Regions from separate parts of the Sus scrofa genome. Here region 1 is linked to region 2. The links are chromatin contacts, called in public HiChIP or PLAC-seq maps. All regions are on one chromosome and are shown on one strand. Each heading gives the region's core, a stretch centred on a gene start, on an enhancer-like site or on the middle of the called end of the contact. The rest is flanking DNA. Distances are from core to core; before and after follow the strand shown. Region 1 overlaps TJP2 (tight junction protein 2). Region 2 overlaps PIP5K1B (phosphatidylinositol 4-phosphate 5-kinase type-1 beta).

What was found. HiChIP or PLAC-seq counts read pairs in DNA pulled down with a chosen protein or histone mark.
Region 1: an H3K27ac HiChIP or PLAC-seq map of alveolar macrophages shows a contact between it and region 2. The contact joins two enhancer-like sites. A contact is called at or near these places in 1 of 47 Hi-C or Micro-C datasets (embryonic fibroblasts) and 1 of 2 datasets of contacts at active chromatin or transcription factors (alveolar macrophages).

What each region holds. Positions count from the first base shown.
Region 1 is chr1:222,536,195-222,541,480 of Sscrofa11.1, forward strand. All of the region lies in intron 2 of TJP2 (tight junction protein 2), which reads left to right. Among named protein-coding and RNA genes, the nearest start is that of TJP2, 64 kb to the left of the region's middle. Within about 2 kb of position 1,362, at least 21 of the 83 cell types and tissues checked have an H3K27ac peak or open chromatin away from gene starts, as enhancers often do. A contact at or near this core is called in alveolar macrophages, where this site is marked.
Region 2 is chr1:222,115,940-222,121,038 of Sscrofa11.1, forward strand. All of the region lies in intron 1 of PIP5K1B (phosphatidylinositol 4-phosphate 5-kinase type-1 beta), which reads left to right. FAM122A (protein FAM122A) reads left to right here. Exons shown (of 2, transcript XM_021085089.1): 2 at 3,668-5,099. The coding sequence ends at 4,786. Among named protein-coding and RNA genes, the nearest start is that of FAM122A, 4.2 kb to the left of the region's middle. Within about 2 kb of position 3,587, at least 77 of the 83 cell types and tissues checked have an H3K27ac peak or open chromatin away from gene starts, as enhancers often do. A contact at or near this core is called in alveolar macrophages, where this site is marked.

The DNA of each region.
Region 1 (5,286 bases), core at 112-2,611, 420 kb after region 2:
GAAAATCAGTTTTTACCCATGACTGCTGCTACAGGAAAAGGAAAACGAATGGCATCTGCTTCCCTTCATCCTTTAAGAACTTAAATAAATACTTGCACCTCATTGACATCCTGTTGGCAAGGGAGTCGTGGGATTCTGGCCTCTGGGAGTAGAAGCTGAGTGTCAGCAAACAAGAAATGGCATAGATGCCTCTTGGGGATGCAAAAGCAGCTTAAATGGTAGCAGTTATAATTTACTTGTATCATCATTATTACTGAAAAATGTGATGGGGCTTCTTTCTATTATTCGTGTTCAGAATCAGTCCTTTGACTCTATAGTCACCTAGTGCAGTGTTGACACAGCCATATGTATGTCCTACCTGAAGGGACTCAAGTTCTCGCTGCTCTGTGGTTTTAGGTACTTTTCTTTCTTTCTTTCTTTTTTTTTTTTTTGTTGGCTTTTTGGTGTTTCTAGAGCCGCTCCCAAGGCATATGGAGGTTCCTAGGCTAGGGGTCTAATTGGGGCTGTAGCTGCTGGCCTATGCCAGAGCCACAGCAATGCGGGATCCGAGCCGCGTCTGTGACCTACACCACAGCTCATGGCAACGCCGGATCCTTAACCCACTGAGCGAGGCCAGGGATCGAACCCACAACCTCATGGTTCTTAGTCGGATTCGTTAACCACTGAGCCATAATGGGGACTCCAGTACTTTTATATATGAGTAAGTTTGAGAAATTATAATTTGGAAGCCTATAAATTAGTACAGTCTGAGAGGTGGCTTGATTCTAAGAGCTGCTGTTTTTTGATGCATAATTTTATGAAACAAAAATGAGTGTTTTCTTTTTGAAGTCCTTTTGATTTGTTGGTTTTTAAGAAAATAAAAGGTATGTATCTGGTTTATAGGTGGGCTGAAGGGAATGTCTCCCTTTTCTCCCTCTGTCTTCTTTTATCAACATAAATGGAAAGAGATTTCGATCTTTATCCTGTTTTGGGTCTCACATCTCAGGCTGACGGCATGCTCTAGTCCACCCCAACATTTAGCTGTCCTGCTTGTGAAATACGAGCCATCATGTATAGCTCTTGAGACATTTAGAAATCATGACTCACCTTCTGCAAAATCATCCTTATGATGATGTCACATGTGGAAAGAATGAGTTTTTCTTCCTTTAGAATGTCTGTGAATCTTCACTCTCATTCAAATAATTTTCCCTATAACCCTGACTGATTAGGGACCTTACTTGCTTTCCGGTGAGTGGCTAGAATCAGCATGGCCAAGCAATTTATTCATCAGTGTTTTCTTTTGGATTTAGAGCTACGGTGCCCTTTCCGAAGACTCCTTGCGGAGAAATTTGAAGCGATAAGGAAATCAAATATTCCAAGGGTCAAGATAAGCATGAGCAGTAACTTCATCCTAGCCACTGGTTTCTCAGTTAGGGTGAGCTGGCGTGCTTAGATTTGAATGTGCTAGAAATATATTGACAGGATCTCCTGTTTTATCTCTTTTTCACCAGACCGATCCAGTCAGCCAGGGCTGACAATGGGTGTCCAAACAGTTTACAGTGGCTAATACAATGCACAAAGGCTTTCTTTGTTTGGAGAGCAGAAAATAGAGCTGAAGGGGAGCTTCTTAAGGGCACTGACCCAATTCACTCCTTCCACAGAAATGATTGGTTTTAAACATATATGTATTTCTGATCCAGGGGTCTATAAATATTTCAGCTAATAGCGTTACAGCCCGAGGAAGGAATGTGTAGTGCTGCTTTGTGTATTTTTGTAAAATGGCTTTTATTTTTATTTGAAATTATCCTTTAAAAATTAAAAAAGTCAAGTTCTGGCATGAACTGATTCCACAAAAGCTTAGGGAAAGGCAGCTGACATTGCGTATCCTCCTCAGTCCTTGAAACCTCTTCACATTTGGGAACTGATTAGCCACTGGCTTTTTAAAGATAAAGTTCTCTGTGGGCTATTTCTTTACAAAATGTGAGGAACCAGAACTAGCTTGAAAATAAAATTAGTTCAGGCATTGCTCAGCTTTCTGAATTTCTTAAATTTTGTTTTTGTGATTTACTTTGTGTAGAAATCATACATTGGTAATGTTTTTGCTGTTTATCACCTCAGAATATTTGCAGTCAGTATGCTCTGCCTTAAAGAGTCTCTCTGGCCTATTAATAGAACAGGAGCCAAGGAGAGTACACATGTTGCTGGGGGGGAAGGAAGCTCCTTTGGCTTAGTGTAGTAATAAGCTCTGAGTAACATTTGCATTGCTCGAAGTTGTCTTTGAGTGTGATTGGATGATTCCATAGAAATGTTGACCTGATTGGATTATATCCTCAGCAGTGAACCATCCTGAGAGAACAGCAGTCGTATCATTCCAGACAATCATCAGCTTTGCCCTTTTGGCTTTATATTTGGAATAATGATTTATGCAGCTGATTGTCCTTAGAAACTAGGGTGCTGTCATGTCTGTCTGTCTGCGTGTCTCTTTCATCTCTTCCCATTTGGATATGTTGGCTCTGTTTTTGTAGTCTGCTACATGGACATCCATTATCTTCATGAGAAGCAGCATAAGCTTTCATATCCCCCCACCCATAAGCTTTTTAATTGAAATGAGCTTAATCAAAACAAATGCTTGGAGTTCCCATCATGGTTCAGAGGTTAGAGAACCCCTGAACCTGATTAGCATCATGAGGACGCAGGTTCAATCGCTGCTTTCGCTTAGTGGGTTAAGGATCCAGTGTTGCTGTGAGCTGTGGGGTATATGGCAGATGCGGCTCAGATCCTGTGTTGCTGTGGCTGTGGTGTAGGCCAGTGTAGTTTCAGCTCTGATTGGACCCCTAGCCTGGGAACCTCCATATGCTGCAGGTGCGGCCCCCAAAACAATAACAACAACAACAACAACAAAAAAAACAAATGCTTGGAAAAATGTTTTAGAACCGCAAACACTATCCTCAGCTAGATATAAACTTCAGTGTATGTGTTTATCCTTTCAGAAGAGCAGTGTGTTTTCAGCGAGGCCTGGACTCTGTCTCATGTTGCTAGGGGTGTCACTTTTAACCTTGGCGGGTGGATTGTGAGTTCCGGGGACAAGTCTGGTTCTTGGCATTACTAGTCCAGGCACAGAATAGTTGCTCAGTAAATGAGGGAAGGTGAAAGGAAGAGAACGGAGAAGTCCCACAAAAACTGAAATGAGATTGGTCCAGCTGTGTTTTCTCTCAGTTGTTCATTGGCTTGCTCTCAAGTGTCCAGCACAACTCCTGGTGTTTCTGTAAAATGTCTAATCCTGTGGGGGCTCAGGTCAGGCTTTTCTCTAGTGAAGTGAGAGAAGGAAGCCTTGTGGGTGATGCATGTTAGCCCTGGTATAGACCTCATCGAGTCCTCCCCACCAAGTGAGCGCGTAGACGTTAAAACCTGATTTCATAGGTGAGGACATTGAGGTTCAGAAATGTTAAGCAACTTGTTCATGTCACATGGCGTGTGTGACAGGGTGGGAATTTGAGCCAAAGTCCATTTAATTCACTTGAAACCTGTAGATTTTTTCCATTCCACCAGCCTCTGCTTTTTAGAATCAGATGAGCAGAGAAATAAAAGAAAATAGCAGCCCTCTGTTGATTTGTAGGATTTTACACATTATCACTGAAAGTATATAGAAATTTTTTGGGGTGGTTGTTTTTAGCTTTTTTCTCTTTTTATTGTTTTGATCTTTTTAGGGCCTCACCTGCTGCATATGGAGGTTCCCAGGCAAGGGGTTGAAAGAAATTTTTAATGTATAGTTGATTTACAATGTTGTGAAAATTTCTGCTGTACACCAAGGAACTCAGTCATATATATGTGTGTGTGTGTGTGTATACACATACCTATATATACACACACACACATTCTTTTTCTCATATTATTCTCCATCATGTTCTACACAAGAAGTTGGATATAGTTCCCTATGCTATACAGTAGTAATATATGGAAATTTTCCTCTAGGGAATTGTGAGTTGCGATTAACATATCAATGTTTTTAAGAGGTGTTTTCATTCTTAAGTGACCCATGTGTGTCCATTACTGTAGGACACCCCCAAAGACTAAGATGAGTGAGACACAGCCTTACGGGTAAGTAGATTACATAGACAACTAACTTAAATCACAGTTGTTACAGAAATGTTAAGACTGTCTTGCCAGGTGAAACAGAGTCTCTTCAAGTCTACAGCCTCTAGTTAGAATTGACTAACTAGAGGCTGTTTCCCACAGAAAACAGTTGTTGCTCATGTTAAGAAAAACTTGTTGTGGCTACCAAGTATATGGTTGTGGGATTCAGAAGAACATTCGTCTTAGATGTGCTGCTTTTTTGGGGAACATCCCTGTTAAGGATGAGAATCCCATCACAAGTTTTCTCAGGGTAAGAGTCTATCCTTTGAAAAACATCAAATACCTCTAAGAGGTTACCAGACATTCACACTTTAGTGTGAAGTAGGTCAGCTCTTTGTGCTATCTAGCTGAGATGGAATATATTGTTGAATTCCTGTTGATGGTACAGATAGAGAGGGAATTTTGGTGATGGAGCAGATGTTATGGAGTCCTGGGGGTTCACCTTTGGATGCTTTAGGGTAGGAGGATATTGAAAACCAGAGCAGCCAAGCCCATGGGGTAAAAAGAGTTGGAAGCTTCTAAGTGCAAACTGTTTCTTTCCTGTCCCCCCTGGAATTAAGAGTGCTTTTGTCTTTTCTTCACTGCTTCACTACATGGCTTTCTTCCCCCCAAGACCCAGAATTGATGAGTTTGATGAACTTTCATAGATAGCCTACTAAGGCTGACACTATTTGAAGTGTTGATTTTTGGTTCTAAGCTCAGCCATGACAAAGGCTGGATATATATTTCTGACCGGATTCTGAGTCAGACAGACTTCATGGTAGGCAGTGGAAACTTCTAGTGTTTTCACCCTCTCTTTTAAAAATTTCTCCTCAAGAGGGAGTTCCCGTCGTGGCGCAGTGGTTAACGAATCCGACTAGGAACCATGAGGTTGCGGGTTCGATCCCTGCCCTTGCTCAGTGGGTTAACGATCCAGCGTTGCCGTGAGCTGTGGTGAAGGTTGCAGACGCGGCTCGGATCCCGCGTTGCCGTGGCTCTGGCGTAGGCTGGTGGCTGCAGCTCCAATTCAGCCCCTAGCCTGGGAACCTTCATATGCCGCGGGAGCGGCCCGAGAAATAGCAACAATAACAACAACAACAAAAAAGACAAAAGACAAAAAAAAAATAAAATAAAATAAAATAAAAATTTCTCCTCAAGTGGCATTTGCCTTGGGGCTGTGGGTGCCAAATCGTC
Region 2 (5,099 bases), core at 2,337-4,836:
GGGAGCATGCCTGGCCAGTTGAGGGACAGTAAGGAGGCGTCTATAGTTGAAGGCATTGAGGTTGGGGTGGGGGGGCGGCGGAGCAATTAGAAATGGGCAAGCAGAGGAATGGCAGGGACCCAGATAGGGCTCAGTAGGTCCTTGTAATGGCCTTGCCCTTTTCTCTGAGTGGGAACCCACCAAAGGATTTTGAAGAGGGAAGTGACTATTCATGTCTTATTTCAAGGATGACCTTGAACATTGGGTATAGAATTGACTGTAGGAACAAGGGTAGACACACAAAAATGAGTGAAGATTTCTAACAGGTATGTTCAGGTAAGAACCAAATGGCATAGATGTTTGATTTTGTGGTTATCACCATCTCTGTACTTTGTTGGTAAAGATAACCATTGTATTTATCCAGACATGAACAATGGTGGCCCAGTAGAAATGATTTAGTAATATACAAATTAGCAATATGCTATGGATATTATAAAAATTAGCTCTATACTTAATGCTTTTTTTCTACCCATCTAATACAGATTTTCTTCTGGAAGCTCTTGTTTTTATTTAAAATGTTTGTACCATTCTTTCAGTTGCTCCTGAACTTCAGTCATTTGTGACTTCTCTCTTCATCCTTTGTACATCCAAGCAGTCAGGGTTATTATCTTCCTCTCTCCACATCCTCTTCAGTTTTTTGCCGTTCTCAACTTTAGACCCTCCTTTCATCTTGGAATTAACTTGCAGATTTTCATCTTTAATTCAAAGGGAAAGCAACAAAATGAATATAGGTTTTGAAGTGAGATCTTGATGCTAATTGGTCCAGATCTGTGTTCCTCCATGTAGGGCCTTTTGCAGTTTTTGAAACTCAGTTGTCTCTTTGTAAAATGAGAGCAGCAGTATCTGCTTTACAGGATTACAGTGAGAAGTGGGACTAGAGAGTGTTTAAAGAGCCTGGAAGCATTGGGCACTTAGAAAAGGTTGGTTCTTTCTACATTATATCCTTCCTCTATCTGTGATCCATCTGTCAGGCCCTAAAGCATAGCTCTTACTGTGTCATTTCTCTTGTCAAAAACCTTCATTGGCTCCCTATTGCCCCACATGTTAAATGCAGCACTTTTGCCTGGCATTCAGAACTTTTGCCTGCCATTTGGAACTCCAATTCTCAGACTCCAACTTTAATTTATCTCTCTATGAAAATCGTACCTGTCTTCAAATTCTGTCTGAAATACTATTGTACTCACAAAGGTATGAACAGTCTGGATGTGGTTTCTCCTAGTCTGCATGTCGAGGGCGCTACCTCATGTCCATGCTCTGGAGCCAGAAAGACCAGGTCCCACTATGTCTTGTCACCCTGGCTGCATTACTTAATCCCTGCGTCTCAGTTTCCCCTGCAAAGTGGAATAGTGATACCTACTTGATAGGGTTATGGTGGGGATTAAATGAGATTCTATAGGTGATCCACTTTGAATAGTGTCTGGCACTTGGAAAGCTTAAGTCAGTTTCTATTAATTATAGGTATGAATAATCTACCTTATTTCATGAGCAGAATCTGTGTTTTACAGGGCCTTCAAATTAAAAGTTGTTTGAGATACAGTGAAAAGGGCAGGGACTAGGATTCTCATACTGGATTCTAGTACTGGTTTCCACTATTAAATAAGCTATGTGATGCTGACTGCCAGCCTCCCTGGATCTTTCTTCCTTCAGTTGCAAAAAGAGGGCTGAACAAAAATCACTAAGCTCTCTTTCAGTTCAGATAGACACATGGATATCTAATGAACACTTCCAACTCAAATCAACCAAAACAGAACTCTTAATTTTTACTCCTCTAAATGTACTTTCTCTATCCCAGTAAATTATACTGCCCTCTACCCAATTTAAGTAAAACATCCATGAGCTGCCTTGGAATTATCTATTTCTTTTGCCATCTAAATCTAATCTGTCTGCACATCCTATTGGTTTGCTTTACAAAACATATCCTGAATCCATCTACTTCTCCCTGTCATCACAGGTAGAATCCTAGATAGAAAATACTCTCTTACCTGAAATGTTGCCATAGGTTCCTAATCCATCTTTCTCTCTCCACTCTTGCCCTCTTTCAGCCTATCTTCCACAGAGCCAAAGTGATATTTAAAACTTAAACCAGATAATATCATTCTCCTGCTTGAAACTCCTCAGTTGCTTCTCATAACACTTGTAAGATCCAAACTCCTTTACCTCCTCATACCACTCTCCCCCTTATACTTCAGCTGTAGGGCCCTTTTTACTTTTCTTGCCAGCTGACCACACCCATGTCTGCCTTGGATCTTTGCACCTGCTATTCTCTATGGTTGGAATATTTATCCCCCAGATGTCAACATGATTGCTTCTTATCATTTAGATCTCAGTTTTATCTGATTGGCCCCTCCTTCCTACCAGTGCTGCTCTATTTTTTCCACTCCATTTATTCCTAAGATTTGCCACTATCTGAAAATAGCCTACACATTTATCCTTCCCCACCCTCCAGGAGAAATTAAATGTCCTAAACATTAGGGCCTAATTCCTACCACTGCAGTGCCTGGCACATAATTGGTACATAGAAAAAAATATGACTGAGTACATGAAAGAATAAATACAAACCGGAGTTCCCATCATGGCACAGTGGAAACGAATCTGACTAGGAACCATGAGGTTGCAGGTTCCATCCCTGGCCTCATTCAGTGGGTTAAGGATCCCGTGTTTCAGTGAGGTGTGGTGTAGGCTGCAGACTTGGCTCAGATCCCACGTTGCTATGGCTGTGGTGTAGGCTGGCAGCTACAGCTCCGATTTGACCCCTAGCCTGGGAACCTCCATATGCCATGTGTATGGCCCTAAAAACCAAAAAAAAAAAAAAAAAAAAAAAAAAAAAAAAGAATAAATACAAACCGATTTGTAATGAGATATGAAAGTTTATATTAATCACACTAGCCAACTATTGTGTTTTCATTACATTTGAGGACCCGTTGGTTTTCCCTTCATTTCATCCCTCATTATGAACATGATTGAGCACATATGCCTGTGCCAGAAATGACTATAAGTAAAACAATAGTAAATAGTTAATAGAATTACACACACGTTGGTTTTCTTCCCCTGTGACCTAAATAGTTCTGATTTACCATTCTCTCCAACTCCTCTCCCACGTACCACCTTGTGCAGATTACCATCATCTAGGGCCTAGAGGGTGGCCTCCTCTCTGGCTTTTTTCCGAAGATTTTAATGTCTTCTCCAGACTTGAGTCCTTTCATTCTTTCAGTTGCTTTCAGTTTTCCATGCAGGAAAAACTTCCACGTTTTCATTGTTCTCAGGACCGACCCTGCTCTACCAACCTTAGGTCCCACCCAGCTCACCCTCCACTCCAGGCCACACTCACTCCCTCCCTTCCTTCCTGGTTCCTGCCAGCCACTCTCTTCTCTGCTTCCCAAGCAGTTCTACACCGCATCCTTTTCTCAGGCTTCTTGGGATCTCAGGAGATGTCCCTTCCTCAGGGAAGCCCTTTCTTGTTAGGCCAAATATTACTCCTCATCATACAGTCCCACACCGCCAGGGGCCTCTCTCTCAGAGCTCTTATTTTATAAAAATATACTCCTGAATATGTTTGTTTATATTTTATAAGTATATACTCCTTAACATTAACAGGCATTAAAGCAAGTTTGCGCCCAGTGCTTATTAGCGGAAGGAACGTGCCCACTGGCTGCCCAAACATTCCTCGCCCCTCCCGCCAGGCCTGCGGCGCGGCTATTACGCATTAAGCAGGCGCTGTGAGGAGAGACAGCTCAGGGCGCCTGCGCAAAGAGACACGCATGCGCAAGGCACGAGCCCGCTGACAGATTCGCGGTGGCGGTGGTGGCGGCGGCGGCCCTGTATTGCGGGGAATGGGAATCCTAGGTCTCTGACTGAGCACCGCCCCCGCCTCCCTGCCCCCGACATGGCTCAGGAGAAGATGGAGCTAGACCTGGAGCTGCCTCCGGGCACGGGTGGGAGCCCGGCGGAGGGCGGCGGCAGTGGTGGCGGCGGGGGCCTCAGGAGGTCTAACAGCGCCCCCCTCATCCACGGCCTCAGTGACACTTCGCCGGTGTTCCAGGCCGAGGCGCCGAGCGCCAGGCGGAACAGCACAACGTTCCCGAACCGCCACGGCCTGCTGCTACCAGCCTCCCCCGTCCGCATGCACAGCAGCCGCTTGCACCAGATCAAACAAGAGGAGGGCATGGACTTGATCAACCGAGAGACGGTCCACGAGCGCGAGGTGCAGAACGCAATGCAGATAAGCCACTCCTGGGAGGAAAGTTTCAGCCTGAGTGACAACGACGTGGAGAAATCCGCCTCCCCGAAACGCATTGATTTCATTCCAGTGTCACCAGCACCGTCACCCACCCGGGGAATTGGAAAGCAGTGTTTTTCACCGTCTTTGCAAAGTTTTGTGAGTAGCAATGGATTGCCTCCAAGTCCTATTCCCAGCCCAACGACCCGATTTACTACCCGCAGAAGCCAGAGTCCCATTAATTGCATTAGACCAAGTGTTCTTGGACCATTGAAAAGAAAATGTGAAATGGAAACTGAATATCAGCCAAAGAGATTTTTCCAGGGCATCACCAACATGCTTTCTTCTGACGTTGCACAACTGTCAGATCCTGGTGTGTGTGTATCTTCCGATACCCTTGATGGAAACAGCAGCAGTGCCGGATCTTCTTGTAACTCACCAGCGAAAGTCAGCACTACCACCGACTCTCCTGTATCGCCTGCCCAAGCGGCGTCTCCATTTATTCCAGTAGATGAACTTTCATCTAAGTGATTCACCCACCCATCCTGAGACTCGGTTTTGTTTTTGTCTTTGCAATGGAGAGAAAAATCAAGCTGGAGCAAGCACTGAACTTTGTCGATTAATTTGAGGCTATTTCCTATTTGACCCTTTTCCTTTTTTGGAATTTCCTGAAATGTTGTTATTCTAGAGAACTTTATGTCAGGTTCCTGCAGATGCCCTTGACTTCAGTGTAGTAATATTTTCAGACGTTTTCCCAATAAGTGTGTTGAAGCATACATCTTTATGCTGCTAATATGTCTAAATACATATGTTATCCCTTGATTTTTTAAAATAACTGAGAGCT